Linked DNA regions of Mus musculus: region 2 is linked to region 1. A link is a contact called in public Hi-C data. All regions are on one chromosome and are shown on one strand. Each heading gives the region's core, a stretch centred on a gene start, on an enhancer-like site or on the middle of the called end of the contact. The rest is flanking DNA. Distances are from core to core; before and after follow the strand shown.

The links. Hi-C and Micro-C count contacts between places; a contact is called where the count stands out from the background.
Region 2: a contact with region 1 is called in a Hi-C map of Sertoli cells, with 2.7 times the contacts expected there. The contact joins the promoter of Plppr4 here to the enhancer-like site in region 1. A contact is called at or near these places in 1 of 39 promoter capture datasets (macrophages), 4 of 484 Hi-C or Micro-C datasets (Sertoli cells, cerebral cortex, cortical neurons and 1 more) and 3 of 9 other capture datasets (adipose tissue, liver and pancreatic islet).

Annotation. Positions count from the first base shown.
Region 1 is chr3:117,322,255-117,325,441 of GRCm38.p6, reverse strand. It overlaps Plppr4 (phospholipid phosphatase related 4), which reads left to right. Exons shown (of 7, transcript NM_177664.5): 7 at 2,205-3,187. Among named protein-coding and RNA genes, the nearest start is that of Plppr4, 37 kb to the left of the region's middle. Within about 2 kb of position 1,716, at least 5 of the 459 cell types and tissues checked have an H3K27ac peak or open chromatin away from gene starts, as enhancers often do. A contact at or near this core is called in Sertoli cells, where this site is marked.
Region 2 is chr3:117,359,238-117,362,380 of GRCm38.p6, reverse strand. Plppr4 (phospholipid phosphatase related 4) reads left to right here and starts at 1,505. Exons shown (of 7, transcript NM_177664.5): 1 at 1,505-2,357. The coding sequence starts at 2,133.

The DNA.
Region 1 (3,187 bases), core at 467-2,966:
TTTACATATGAGGAAAGTGGAGAGAAATAAAAGAATGAATAGTGAAGTTTTAGAGAAAGTTGATGTAATTTTCTCACCATAAATGTGCAATTTCTGAAATGTATTTATGTTCCAACTAACAGTGGAATTTTTATCATTGCTTTTATCTCTCAAACATGCTAAACATCTTCTAGATAAATATCTGCATTATAAGGAAACTGGTAGTGCCTATTGAAAGTAGGCATGCATGCATCCCTTCATTCATCTTAAATATTCATTGTCTTCCCATTGACATCTATCATAAAACAAAGGATCCATCCCTCAGAGACTCATAGTATACAAGCATTAGTGTAAATGGTTACAACATGCCTAGTGACAGAATGTAGTTCTAAGGAATAGGGAATTGCCAATGGAACATCAGGAAGTGTTTCTAGAAATGGTGTGGTAAGGTACAAGGTATAAATCACATTCAAGGGGAAGAGATTATCACACAAAGAGACAGAAGTGTGAAAGAACAGCTGCAAAGAAAGGGAAATGTTGGAATGAGAAATGATGGTCAAATTTGTATCTTGGAAGACAAGACTTATGGTGACCTATTCAGTAGACCAGGTAAATAATCAATGTAATAGATTGCTAGAGAGAAAAGCATTTGAGGGGCTCATGATGAATCAACAGGCACTTAAATAGTTGTGTCTGAAGGACAGAAAAGTCATGAGAACTTGGTAATCCAGGGGCATTACTTATAGGAGTATCATTGTAATTATTTAGTGCATGCACAATGGCCAGGTCACAGAGTCAAAAAGAGCCAAGGGTAACCAATATGCAGGTGACAAATAGGAACAGGCAACAAGAAAGAAACTAAGAGGGGCTGACAGACATAAACATTGGTTGCCTATAGCCATGGCTCTTAGCCATGTGATCTTGGTGCTTGTAAGAATGGAATTACAAAAAAAATCATGTAAAAAATATTTATGAAGTATGCAATGATTCTGCCTTTAGGGCCAATGATGAAACTAAATTTTACTGCTACATGCTTTCTTCAGCAGAGAGGGGAGGATCACATTGAAGTCAGTGGGTAATAAGGGCACATAAGCCAAGGTGGCTATGGAGTGCCAACCAGCAGTGAGTGCTACAAGAGAAGGAGAAAAGAGATCCCACTTGTAGTTATAGTGTAGTGTGCCCGTTGCAGTCATGTAAGACCTCAGTACCCTGGCATTCACATGAGCTTTACAACCAAACCAAAGTTTATGGGTATGACGTTCAACACTTCAGAGCCACTCAGAAACTTGATCCTTTACCTATAGAATTGAATTAGAGCTATAGCCCTAATAACCTAACACAAGCCCTTGGTTAGGTTCCCAGTACCACAAAATTAATTAATTAGTTAACAATTTAATTAAAACTAATAACTGCTTGTTTCACATTTCTTTCAAAATAAGAGTTAAATCATTATATTACCTTTCTGAGCACTGAATATTATACAATAGGGTCAGAACTTACTGTTCAGTGGAAGTTTCCCTCAGACATACAACTGAAATGCAACTATTAAAAGAAATAAAGGACTAAATATGAAGACAAAATTAAGTAAAACTTGGCCCACATTTGGTATAAAGTAGTCATTTCATCCAACTTCCCTTGAAGGTCAAGTTAAAAGCAGACAACCAAGGCTAGAGTGTGATTTGAAACAATGTATATGTCCCTGCCCTCATTTCCAAACACCACACAGGGTTTTTATGAATGATCCATTGTTCTATATTTCCCTGAAGTGCTGCTGTTTGCCATCCGGAGGTATGATTGAAAGGGGAAGATAAATCATTCAAATGTCTTGAGCTGTCTCTTAAAAAGAAGCTCTTGAGCCCAGAAAAAAAAAATGAATATCTTTGAAATGCAGAAAAAAAAAAGTCTTTATTTCTTTCATTGTCTATCTTTCCTTTTCAAAACATACACACAGTGTGACAATCACATCTGCTGGGACTGAAAGGACTCGCCCTATTTCTGAGCGATTAGTTTAGTGGTCCAGACAGTTAAGAGCTACATACACCACTATTATCCCCCCACCCTACCCCACCCCACCCCTGAGTGATTACATCTTCATTGTTTTATTGGTCTTTGACCCGAATGCACAGTGCCTACCTCAGTTGTGTGCTCCCTTGGGCATTCTAGGAGAACCGTGATTGCTTGTTCCTTCTAGTGTGTGATGCCTGTCATTTTTCCTCCAACCCCAGGGCCTGTATGCTGTAGGGAATTTTCTGCCTAGTGAAGACAGTATGCTTCAGCACAGAGATGCCCTCAGGTCACTGACAGACCTCAATCAAGACCCCAGCAGGGTTTTATCAGCTAAAAATGGTAGCAGTGGTGATGGAATTGCTCACACAGAGGGTATCCTCAACCGAAACCACAGGGATGCAAGCTCCTTGACAAATCTCAAGAGGGCCAACGCTGACGTAGAAATCATCACTCCTAGGAGCCCCATGGGGAAGGAAAGCATGGTGACCTTCAGCAACACGCTGCCCAGGGCCAACACCCCCTCCGTGGAAGACCCAGTGAGAAGAAATGCGAGCATCCATGCCTCTATGGATTCTGCCCGGTCCAAACAGCTCCTTACCCAGTGGAAGAGCAAGAATGAGAGTCGTAAGATGTCCCTACAGGTTATGGACACTGAACCAGAAGGCCAGTCACCACCCAGGTCCATAGAAATGAGGTCCAGCTCAGAGCCCTCGAGGGTGGGGGTGAACGGAGATCACCATGTCCCGGGCAATCAGTACCTCAAGATACAGCCTGGCACAGTCCCCGGGTGCAACAATAGTATGCCGGGAGGGCCACGCGTGTCCATCCAGTCCCGCCCTGGCTCTTCCCAATTGGTGCACATCCCCGAGGAGACCCAGGAAAACATAAGCACCTCGCCCAAGAGCAGTTCTGCGCGAGCCAAGTGGCTGAAAGCAGCTGAGAAGACCGTGGCCTGTAACCGGAGCAACAACCAGCCACGCATCATGCAGGTCATCGCCATGTCCAAGCAGCAGGGCGTGCTGCAGAGCAGCCCCAAGAATGCCGAAGGTAGCACTGTCACCTGCACAGGCTCCATCCGCTACAAAACCCTGACTGACCATGAGCCCAGCGGCATCGTGCGAGTGGAGGCTCATCCCGAGAACAACAGGCCCATCATTCAGATCCCGTCGTCCACTGAGGGTGAAGGCAGCGGCTCCTGGAA
Region 2 (3,143 bases), core at 256-2,755, 37 kb before region 1:
AGTTCAGTTTCTCAGCAATCACATGGTAGCTTACAACTATCTATATAGGGTCCAATAACATTGTGTGGTATGTAGCATATATACAGACAAAGCACTCATATAAGTAAAAGGATAAACCTTTAAAATGGGAGGAGGAGGAAGAGGAGAGAGGGAGAAGAGGAGGAAGGGAGGAGGGGGAAAGGAAGTGGGGAAGAGGGAGAGGAGGAGAAGGAGAAGTAGGGGGATAAGGAAGGAGAAAGGGGAGGGGGAGGAAAGAGGAAGAAGAAAAGAAGAAGGAGGCAGAGGAGGTAGAGGAGGGAACTGAAGATTTGATTTGTGACCATTACTTAGTATGTCAAGAAAAATTTGACAGAGTTTCTAAATTTTGAGCAGAGTCATGAAGTATGTTAGTGATTAACTGTGCAATGTTGATAGAACTGCGTTCATCAACAGAGAGACATAGTAAGTACAAAGGTTTTGGGTCCCCTCACCATCAGAATCAGAAAAACTAGTGCAGTTCATCAGGTAGAATGTCCATCAGGATTCCAGGTAAAATAAAGAGGTGGGGGTGGGGGTGAGGGTTACACATAGTGGGAAGCTTCTAGAAGGGTTAACCAGAGAAATGAAATCAGTAATTGCTTTTCAGAAGTACCTTTGGGCTACTGTGTGAGGGGTAAGGCATGGCTTAAAATTTGTAAGGACTCTTTTTTTTTTCCTGCCAATCAAAACAAGACATGGTAGTGACCCGCGGTGGGGGGGGGGGGGGAGGGAGGGTGAGTACTCTGTTTTGAATAATAATATGGGATAATATAGTCTTTTTCTATAGCTTCTATTCTCTGAGTAAGATAAAGCTAGATGGTTGTGTGGCTTTTGAGAAGTTAGGAGAAGATATGTATGGAACCAAGACCAGCTAAGAAGGACACACTAGGTTTGGAAGGTGGGGGGACTTAAGCCATGGTCCCAAGGTCACGTGTTGTGGTTTTATTCTACTGTATTTAGCTGTTCAGATAAACATCTTATTTACCTGGGGTAGAGTTTCACTGAATAGTATGGTACATGAGCAATTGCACTGCAGGACTCTGAAACCTAATCTTGGCAGAAGGAGTAGAGGCAAGATGCCGCATGGGTAGTAAAATGTGAATGTTATGAATATGGCATCTAGCTTGCCAAAACCCCACTGGAGCAGCAATGGAAAAAGCCAGCTGAAAAGTAGGCTGGGGATTCAAAGTCGTGTGATTGACAGGGAAACTTTGGAAGAGCAAGAAATGACCTAGAACAGATAGGGACAGAAGTGGGTGATATCCCCATGTGTTGCTTTGTGTCCCTTGAGTGCTTCTGCTGTAGCACTTGACACTGATGGTTTGCGAAAAGAATCATAAATGTGAGAGCAACCACGGACCCTGACAACCAGGGCTTGGGCTTAGACTCCAGTGTTTGGAGTCATGCTTCCATAGTTACGGCTGTGATTCCCACAGTGCACTAGGGAATAAGAATGTGGTTAGAATATTTCCTGAGCTTTGGGGCCAGCGATGATGCCCCATTTACCCTTTCTCTTCAGATGCAGGAAATTTTCACTCTGTTCCCCAGCTGATTGGAGCTTTTTCTAGGTGCTTCCCTGGGAGTTACCTCCCTAGAGATCAGCAGGCAGGGCTGTCACGCTTGGGTAGCAGCCAGCTCCCAGTGAATTCCTTCTGTGGCCTACTTGTCCTTATGAAGTCCGAGTTTTAATTTTGCACAGGTAGGAGGTCTCTTTTGCTATGGATAGGGCGGATAACGGTGCTACCATTAGAAAACAGGCTTCTGTTTTCTAGGAAGGCAAGAGGAACCCCAGGTAGGGGACCTTGTGAGACCAGGTGACTTGGCTCCTCAGCCTTGCTTCTACAGAAACCAGGAGTGCTTCCCCCCACTCTTCCCTATTTTTGACGTCAAGCTCAACCAGCCAGCAGAGGAGCCTCACGGCTTGGGCGGTGGAGAGAGAGCCCAGGGAGAGTGGCAGGGAGGGGAAGCCATCTCAGCAACAGCTTGGAGAGGGAGCTGCTATCCCTTGCCCGCAAAACACGGACTAAAGCCAGGCTGAAGAAGACCTGCGGGCTCGGGCTCGGGGATCCGCGGGGTTACTGCAAAGAGGGGCGGGGAAAAGGCGGGGGCGCTGCATGCAGCGCGCTGGTTCCAGCGGTGCCCGCGGGGAATGTGACATCAGCGGCGCCGGGCGCTTGCGGCTGGAGCAGGCAGCTCGCCTCGGTGGCCGCACGGTGCACACCTCGCCCGGGGGAGGACTTGGAGCCCGGCAGGCGGCCGGGATGTCGGCGAAGGAGAGGCCAAAGGGCAAAGTGATCAAGGACAGCGTCACCCTCCTGCCCTGTTTTTATTTCGTTGAGGTGAGTTGGCCCAGCGCCCTGGCATAATGCAGATCTTTCCGGACAGCTCCGGAGCTAATTCGGGTCCTGGGCGGGATTGGTGACCACACCGGAGCACCAAGGGCTTGAGCCACTGCCTTTCCTAAATGCTCGACCCTTTCCCTTTCCTCCCACAGGTTTTTCTCCAGAGCTCCCCTGAGTCTGCCTGTGGACACCTGCCAGCACCGCCTGGTTATCACTAGGGGCGGCTTGCTGGGTGGCCTTCCAGGAAGGGATACCTGTGAGAGTACTGGTCTAGTTTTTGGCCCTGTAGCGCCAGTTGTGCACAGCATATATCAGTGCCCCAGAGGGGCCATGATGCCTGTATTTTGAAATTTGTGTTTTTCAATTTGCTGACTATTTCTAGAACTCTGTGAGCTTTTGGTGGGAATTCAAAAGCATACAGTTTTGCCTAGACTGTAGGACCAGAAATGTTTATGTGGTATTAGGATTATCGGTGGCTTCTATTAACCCCCCTAAACCCGTCTCCTACTACAGTTGCTATGGTACTTCATCTGCTTCTAAAATTGGGTCATTTCTAGATGTCAGTCAACAATCGACTGGCCTTTAGCCATGGTGTGTGTGGGTGTGTGCACAGACACATACATATATCCATGTACATATATATATAGCTCAGTGTAGATATATGCATAAACGAGTGAATATATATTTCAAATGTATGACATCATCTGAGTTCACTTTGTGTGTGTGTGTGTGTGTGTGTGTGTGTGTGTGTGTGTGTGTGTATCTGTGCTTTTATTCTGACCT